Regions from separate parts of the Muntiacus reevesi genome. Here region 1 is linked to region 2. The links are chromatin contacts, called in public Hi-C maps. All regions are on one chromosome and are shown on one strand. The core of a region is the stretch at or near the end of the contact, and the rest is flanking DNA. Distances in the headings are between cores, read along the strand shown.

Region 1 (4,401 bases), core at 861-3,360, 430 kb before region 2:
CGTGCATTACATAATCCCAACGAACTCAAATACTGTTACTCCCATTTTACAGACGTGCTCAGAGATGACCACCCAAGGTCACACCTCTTGCAGCAGCGACACCACAGACTCGAATGTTTGTGCTTTGTGTCGTGTCCCCCCCACCCCCCACCCAGAGACCAAGCTCCTTCCAGTACGCGGCTGGGCTCGCGCTTTGGGGAGCGCGTCTCGGAAAGCAGCCCTCCCCCGCCCACCGGCACGGATCCACAGGTGCGCCGCAGAAGCCGCTCGCCCGAAGCCTAGCCCGCCGGCTCACCGCGGCGCCTCAGGCCCGGACCGCAGCTCTCTCGCCCCTGGGCCTCGCTGCAGGCTGGAGCTCCTGCTCTCCCGGCCCCCTTCCGACCCCCGCGCCCCATTGTTCCCGACCTCACTCACCTCAGAGGATGCCGGCGCAGGCCGGGCTGGGGCGCTTGTGGCCAGTTCCCGGCGGCCCAGAAGGCTGGGTCGGTGACGGCAGGATCCACGAAGGCGAACTCTACGACTTCTCCGCCGGCCCTCCGAAGCGGGAGTAGGCGGGGGCGCTTCACCCTCCTCGCGAGACAGCGGAGACCCCGGCGGCTGCTGCGACCCCTGTGACGTAAAGCTCTCATCACCAATGGCAGACGGGGGGCGGGGGCAGAAACCAAAACCCACTTCCCGGCCCCCAGCGCGTCAAAACACAGCACCGGCCCGCGTGACGCATGCGCGGTAGAGGACGCCCGCGCTGAGGGCGGGGCTTAGCGGGCTCGGCCCGAGTCCAGCCCTTCCCCCACTTTCCTCCGCTCCTGGAAGGAGAGCGACGGGAACCCCTCAGGACGAAATCGCTAACGTACCGTCAATTCGAGTAATACCTGGGGATTACAAGCTCACTATCTTAAAGTTCGCTTCTAACTTACCTGAAAGACACGATAACTAGCTTGGTCTCATCTGAAAGTTAAAGTCACTCAGTCGTGTCCGACTTTTTGCGAGACCCCATGGACTATACAGTCCAGGGAATTCGTCAGGCCGTAATACTGGAGGGGGCGGCCTTTCCCTTCAGCGGATCTTCCCAACCCAAGGATCGAACCCAGGTCTCCCGCATTGCAGGCGGATTCTTTACCAGCTGAGCTACAAGGGCTGTGGTCTCATTTAAACCTCGCCAAATTCTGCGAGAAGTTACTCAAACTATCTCTGGTGTTCGATAAAGTAACCGAGTTATCCGGAAGGGAGGGGACTTGGGCTGAAAAGGTAACAGCCACCACCAGGATTCGAATGGAATCCCAAATCAATCTTGAGAGATCAACTCCAGTCAAGATGAACAGGGATCTGACCTAAAATCAGTGGGAACTGAAATTTTCCCAAAACAGATAACGTCTTCTCCTTACCCGCTCTCCGAAATATGTATTAAAACCCTGTTTAGGTGATATCTGAGATTACAGAAACAAAACATCCGGAGCCTAACGCGGCCCCGTTGTCCCATTCTTCGCTTCAAATGTAAGCGTCCCGAACATTCTTGGTACAACGGCCTGCGTGCCAAACCCCATCCTTTGGCTTCATATTTGACCGTGCTACAGTTCTAAGCATACAAATGCTCGATGAGCACTTGCTAATTGGCAGCTACATTACGTCGGGTAATTCGTGCCACGTTATTTCTTCTTAAAAGTATCTGATATCAACAAGCCATTGCGTTCTCAAAAACTTTTAAGAAAAGCTCCAGTAACAGGGAGTCCAACAACGACTCGTCAGTTATATAAAAGCAGGCTGTACTCTAAATCAAACGTGAATACGCGACCTACCTATACCGTGGGAACAGATTCCGGTTAGAAACATTAATTCTTTCAGTGCTAGACGTCGGCGTAATACTTAACCGTGGGTTATTTTTCCAAATAAACTTCTAAATGCATGTGACGGTACCTTATCTCGCATTAATACTGGTCTACAACTGAAAGGCGACCGGTGACAAGTCAAGCCTATCCCTCACAGCGGTAAAATAAACCCATTTCTAGCGTTATTTTCTCGTTTCTCTCACTTCCTCCCCTTAAGGCGGTAGGCCCCCGAGCACGTGACACCGCCCCCCAGCTCCGGGCGGAAGAGGCCGGCCGGGCTGATGGGAAACGCGCGGGGAGGCGAGTGGGCGGGCGCTAGCGCCCGGCTGAAAGATGGCTGCCGCCGCCCGGCAGCCACCGCCCCGGAGGTTACCGTAGGGCCTGCGGCTTCCGCCCGTGCCCGCGAACCACTGCTACCGCCTTACCATGAAGCCAGTGAGTCGCCGCACCCTAGACCGGATTTATTCCGCGGTAGGTCCCGGGCTCGGCGGGCCTCCCCGGGGTCTACGCTCGAGGCCCGCGGGTGGAAGGTCCCCTATATCTTCAGCGCCCAGAAACTCTAAAATCCATTCTTGAATTAAGCCTTTCACTCCCTAACCTCGACTCCGCCTCTTCCTGGAGGACACGGTCTTCCGCTTCTTACGTAAGGGCTACCGAGTGAACTCGCTTCCGGAACCACATTTATACGAGTTTGTCACTAAAATCCCCACCTTAGCAACGTGCGCGGCAACCTGATGGGGGCCGGGAGGACGTGCCACTCAAAGGTTGTTTTTACTCCATTTCCTAGTTGCTCCTCGCGGTCGTATTGCTCTCCTGGGGATACGTCATCTATGCATCAACTGTAGCTGCACGACGACAACTAAGCAAGGAATACCCAGACAAAATCTTCGGAATGAACGAAAATTTGTAATTCCTCTGGATTTGATTTCATGCATATACAGTTCTTTACCTCTGATACTTGTCTCGATTTAAAATAAAATCTTTAATATAATGATCCCAAATTCACTTGTATACCATCCGTTATAGTAACCACTAACTGTCGATTTTTCATATACCAAGAGGTTTGTCTTTTAGGTTCTCATATAAGAAAGCACAAGGATCTTAGGTGATGCAGTTGTAAAGAATCTGTCTGCTAACGCGGGAGACACCACTTCCATCCTTAGGTGGGGAAGATCCCCTGGAGCGGGAAATGGCAACTCGCTCCAGTATACTTGCGTGGAGAATTCCATGGACAGAGGAGCCTGGCAAGCTACAGTTCAAAAAGAGTTGAAGAAAACACGAGGAAGGATAACAATGCAAAACAAATGACAGTTTTTTTATCTAGAGTTTCTAAAATACTTTTAAAATGTCTCCAGAAAGCCTTTAAAACAAAGTGTGCTGTAATTTCTGTTCTTATTTTTATTGCAACATTTCATTCTGTTGTATACCTTCACATCAACTAAATTAAGTACAGTATAAGAAAAAACTATCATGTGACTAAACAATTTTCTACATTCTGTTTTCCAGGTTAAAAATGGCCAGAAAAAGTAGGTAACTGACCATATTATTTTTATTTAGCCTGTCCAGTTTTTACTTATTGTTAGATAATTCAGTCTCAAATTGTACTGAGAGAATGGCACAGGTTGGGAAGAAACAGACAGCACATATGTGAGTAAACTTTATTACTTTTCCAGAAAGTACTTTCAATAAGTTGGTAATGTAGCAACAAACTTAGGCTCATACACCTTTGAAATTTTAAAGTAATCTTCAATGATGTTGATCAGGAAATTCTTTCATGGGTGGGATTACTTCTCCAGTCTCCAGAATTGTATCACCCTAGAGAAACAAAGGTGCATTAGTGATAAATCTTGTCAGCAGAGGCAACAGTTCCCCTTCGAGCTCATCTGGAAAACCTAGCTCAGTTCTGGCATTCACATTTAAAAGTGACATAGGTAAAATAGAAGCTGTCTAAAGATAAGAAACCAGTATCCAAAATCTTAAGGAATAAGGAACAAACAGGGGAAGCTTTACTCAAACCAAACGACCACAAAGGACATGAAAGTTGTCTTTACAAAGTGACAGAAGGATGATCTTTATTTGCTTGGCCCCAAGAAACAGGAGAAGCCCTAGAAAGAAGTTATAGGGAAATAGCTTCACTTCAATACAAGGTGGTATGTATCCCCAGCAACTAAATATGGTGGGCAGCCACCAGTTTACTCTTTGGCTCAGAAGAGATATTAGAGACAGACCTGCAAACTTTGCCTAGGCAGCTGGTCCAGATGTCTCTCCAACTTTCCAAACCTAAATACAGTGGGTGTGGCAGAACAGGAAGGGACTTAAAGCTAGAACCAAGTAGTGTGAATCCTGGAACCCTCCAATGACAAGCTGCATAATTTCAGGCAAAGTACTTAGCTTTCATTTCAGCTCTCTGTTTAAGATAGCAGATTCCGTAAGCCTGACAGTGCATGAATTGGCTGAGAAGGGCAGAATCATCCCATCACCACCTGCCGTTCCCTGTGCTGGTTGCTCAGGACTACAAACTTGTATTAGTGTAAACCAGTATGCATTTTGGGGAAAACCTGTTGGCACAGCTAGCTTT
Region 2 (4,347 bases), core at 431-2,930:
TCAGGGGAGATTCTGGGTCAGGGAAGATCCCCTGGAGAAGGAAACGGCAACCTACCCCAGTATTCTTGCCTGGGAAGAGGAGCCTGGCAGGCTATAGTCCATAGAGTCTCAAAGAGTCAGACATGAGTTAGCAACTAAAGGAAGACAAAACATGCCTTGCCTATATTTGTCATTCCATTGTTGGACTTGTATGGATAACTATGTTGTCAAGGACTCCCGTGAGTGGAGAAGCTACAAAAAGATGCTTAGGTTACATTATGACAGAGGGGCAGAACAGGACAGACAGCAGATAAAAATGCAATTAGGAGCTTATAATGATTTTCAAGCTAGTTTGAATTTTGTTTCTAGCAATTTTAATAATATGGATAAGAAAAAACCAAGCACACAGAAACAGAGAAATAGCTTATAGCACACTGTGGAAGCCTAAACTATTGAGAAAAATGAGATGTGACAATGTGATGGAGTAGCAGAGGAGGGGCTCTGTGAGTTACAACTTTCCTGGGCTTCAACTTTCTCAAATCTAAAGAGCAAGTACCACCCTGTTCAAACCACATAACCACCATGTTGTTAGTTTCACTTAAATCTCACCTTTACCAAGGAGGCAGAGAGTAGCAATAGAATAGAGTCTTGCTATTAGTCAAAAAAATAGCATTCATTTATTCAGTATTTATTGAGTTACTATTAAGAGCCAGGCATTATGCTAGTGGAACAAGGAGGTCCTGTACCTGCCCTCAACGGGCTTACACTCTATCTCATGTAGACAAAAGCTTAACATCATATGATAAGTGCAATGCTGAAAGTATGCATTGTGTTAAGGGGATTCCTCCAAGAGATATACCTAAGCAATCCTGGGGTGGGAACAAGGAAAGAAAGGCATTTGGAAAAGATAGGCGAGAGCTGTCTCTGGGGAGAAGCAGCTAACTGGGGGATTGATTTAAGGCAAAGAGAAAAATATTGGCAGAGAAACGAAGACACTGCAGTTTCTGGGAACTAAACACACCCTTTTCTTGCCTGCCAAAGACAAATCAGAAACTATCGTGTCACTTTTCAAAATCTGGGACATTAACTCTGCCCAATGAGTGGCTGTCTCGCCACTCCAGAGTCTTTCGGTAGCATCCAAACCCAATAACCCTTTCCGGGAAGGGTAAAGCGCACTTTCTGTAAGGTAGAGTTGTTGAGGTGTCTCCCTTCTTACCAGAGAGCAGCAAGATTAAATGTTACGGGGGTGGGTGGGGAAGAGAAGACTTCACGATGGTAGTGAATAAGTCCACAAACTGCCTAATGCCAGGTAGCGACAGGTCTTTCTGATTGAGGGAAAAGAAGATCGCCCGGAGGCAAAGAGAGCACAGGGGATGGTCCCTCTACGCTCCCTCCCCGCCAACCAGGCACTGACGAGGAGGCACACTGGGAGGACTGGGACGGACACGGTGGAGAGACCATCAGGACGAGCGAAGAAGCACCCACTGCCGAGAAGGCACTTAAGGGCCAGGCTAGCGGTGGCCTCGAGGTCTCGGCTTCGGAGCCCCACAGTCGAGGTAGGGACCCGGAAGGTTTCGGCGACCACTCACCGCTACTACTGGTGAAGTAGAACACCATGATCCCAGCGGCGGTGGGACAATTAGAGCGCCCAGCAGCAGGATTCAAACCTGGAAGCTCAGGATGCCGGAAGCGCGGAGGCCGCGTTTCCCGGAACTGCTCCACGCACTTCCGGCTGACGTCGGGTCGCGTCATAACGCCGGTCGCCGGCGCCATCTTCAATTCGGCCGTGGAGGAGGTGTCTGCGCGCTCAAAACTCTACTTACTTGGGGGTCAAAGGAAAGAGGATGGAGGAAGGAGGATTGGTGGGTGGAAAACGAAGCGGGGAAACTAAAGAGAAAAATGCCATTGCCTGGCTTTATTTTTAGTACCTACACCCTGTGGGCCATCAAGTTGGTTGCCTTTGCCCCTTTTCACCCGCATCTGGGCTCCTCAAAAGTAGAAACCTGCCTTCTTCACGGCTGCGCTTTCACTGAACTAATCACGGTACTTGGAACTTAGTATAGAAGCTCATTAAATTTTGAATGAACCCAAATTCCTCCACTATTCTCATTCTAGCTCCATCACTTGTTGGGCATTTTAGGTTGCTGCACTTAGCTGCAAAATGAGGATGAATGGAGCGGTTAATTACAGGTTATTTTGCCAGGGTTTAGTAAGTTAATAGGTGTGAAAGGTTTAGGACGTGGTGAACACGCTAGAATAAGTGAGTTTCACCGGAGGCAATATGCCTCTCTGCGTTTGGACTTGTACTGTTCTACCTTTAAATCCAAGATCTGCCATCTGTTACCTACTAGACTGAGGGAACCTCAGATCTTCCGGCTGTAAAGTGGGAATGATCTGACTCAGTTCGCAACAGCACTTCGCTTTAACCTGATTATTTATATTATCTTATTATGTGAAGTTAAGTGCATCACTTAACTAAATTTTTTTAGAACTAAGAAATGTGCCAGGGAGTATACTAGGAGCTGGTATACAAAGAACAGTAGCTAATAACAAAATTCTCCAAGCCAGGCTTCAGCAATACATGAACCAAGAACTTCCAGATGTTCAAGCTGGTTTTAGAAAAGGCAGAGGAACCAGAGGTCAAATTGCCAATATCTGCTGGATCATCGAAAAAGCAAGAGAGTTCCAGAAAAACATCTATTTCTGCTTTATTGACTACACTAAAGCCTTCGACTGTGTTGATCACAATAAACTGTGGAAAATTCTGAAAGAGATGGGAATACCAGACTACCTGACCTGCTTCTTGAGAAACCTATATGCAGGTCAGGAAGCAACAGTTAGAACTGGACATGGAGCAACAGACTGGTTCCAAATAGGAAAAGGAGTACGTCAAGGCTATATATTGTCACCATGCTTATTTAACTTATATGCAGAGTACATCATGAGAAACGCTGGGCTGGAAGAAGCACAAGCTGGAATCAAGATTGCCGGGAGAAATATCAATAACCTCAGATATGCAGATGACATCACCCTTATGGCAGAAAGTGAAGAGGAACTGAAAAGCCTCTTGATGAAAGTGAAAGAGGAGAGTGGAAAAGTTAGCTTAAACCTTAACATTCAGAAAACTAAGGTCATGGCATCTGGTCCCATCACCTCATGGGAAATAGATGGGGAGACAGTGGAAATAGTGTCAGACTTTATTTTGGGGGGCTCCAAAATCACTGCAGATGGTGACTGCAGCCATGAAATTAAAAGACACTTACTCCTTGGAAGGAAAGTGATGACCAACCTAGATAGCATATTAAAAAGCAGAGACATTACTTTGCCAACAAAGGTCCGTTTAGTCAAGGCTATTGTTTTTCCAGTGGTCATGTATGGATGTGAGTTGGACTGTGAAGAAAGCTGAGTGCTGAAAAATTGATGGTTTTGAACTGTGGTGTTGGAGAAGACTCTTAAGAGTCCCTTGAACTGCAAGGAGATCCAACCAGTCCATCCTGAAGGAGATAAGTCCTGGGTGTTCATTGGAAGGACTGATGCTGAAGCTGAAACTCCAATACTTTGGCCACCTCATGCAAAGAGTTGACTAGTTGGAAAAGACCCTGATGCTGGGAGGGATTGGGGGCAGGAGGAGAAGGGGACGACAGAGGCTGAGATGGCTAGATGGCATCACCAGCTTCATGGCCATGAGTTTGAGTAAACTCCGGGAGTTGGTGATGGACATGGAGGCCTGGTATGCTGCGATTCATGAGGTCACAAAGAGTCAGACACGACTGAGCTACTGAACTGAACTGAATAACAAACAAGTGCTTTAGGAACTTTTGGGCTTTCCAAAGCAAGAATCTACACTATCCTATGAAAAGTAATTGTTTTCAGGCCCTCAGTTTTATTTTCTATAAAATGGGAATGATGGTACATATCCCGTAGACTGTGGTGAGTGAAATAAAACACTAAAACGTGCATGAATGCCTGGAACGTAGATGTTACTGCCGTGATTTAATTTTTTATTTAACTTGAAAAAAAGATTGCTTCACCTAACATCTCTAGGAAAAAAGAGTAACCGTACCGCAGTCGGTAAAGAATCTGCCTGCAATGAAGGAGACCTGGGTTGGATTCCTGGGTCGGGAAGATCCCCTGGAGAAGGAAATGGTAACCCACTCCAGTATTCTTGCCTGGAAAAATCCCATGGACAGAGAAGTCTGGCAGGCTACAGTCCATCGAGTCGTAAGAGTCGGATACGACTTAGCGACCAGATCACCAACATTATAGCGCCAAATGTGAAAAATAACTTGAGACTCTTACGCTGCTATAAAAAAAAAAAATCTTAACAGCAAGTGACCTCAATATATCGAGTAACAGGGAACGCCGTCG

Evidence for each region. A called contact is a pair of places that touch in the nucleus more often than the background predicts.
Region 1: a contact with region 2 is called in a Hi-C map of muscle, with 5 times the contacts expected there. The contact joins the promoter of SMIM27 here to the promoter of CCDC25 in region 2. A contact is called at or near these places in 2 of 3 Hi-C or Micro-C datasets (blood and muscle).

The regions. Positions count from the first base shown.
Region 1 is chr17:10,828,990-10,833,390 of mMunRee1.1, reverse strand. It overlaps SMIM27 (small integral membrane protein 27), which reads left to right and starts at 2,110. Exons shown (of 2, transcript XM_065908435.1): 1 at 2,110-2,294; 2 at 2,611-3,335. The coding sequence starts at 2,250. The coding sequence ends at 2,733. It overlaps TOPORS (TOP1 binding arginine/serine rich protein, E3 ubiquitin ligase), which reads right to left and starts at 2,509. Exons shown (of 3, transcript XM_065908429.1): 1 at 2,249-2,509; 2 at 415-609. The coding sequence starts at 2,251. NDUFB6 (NADH:ubiquinone oxidoreductase subunit B6) reads right to left here. Exons shown (of 4, transcript XM_065908434.1): 4 at 3,468-3,638. The coding sequence ends at 3,570.
Region 2 is chr17:10,396,117-10,400,463 of mMunRee1.1, reverse strand. CCDC25 (coiled-coil domain containing 25) reads right to left here and starts at 1,680. Exons shown (of 9, transcript XM_065907885.1): 1 at 1,569-1,680. The coding sequence starts at 1,596.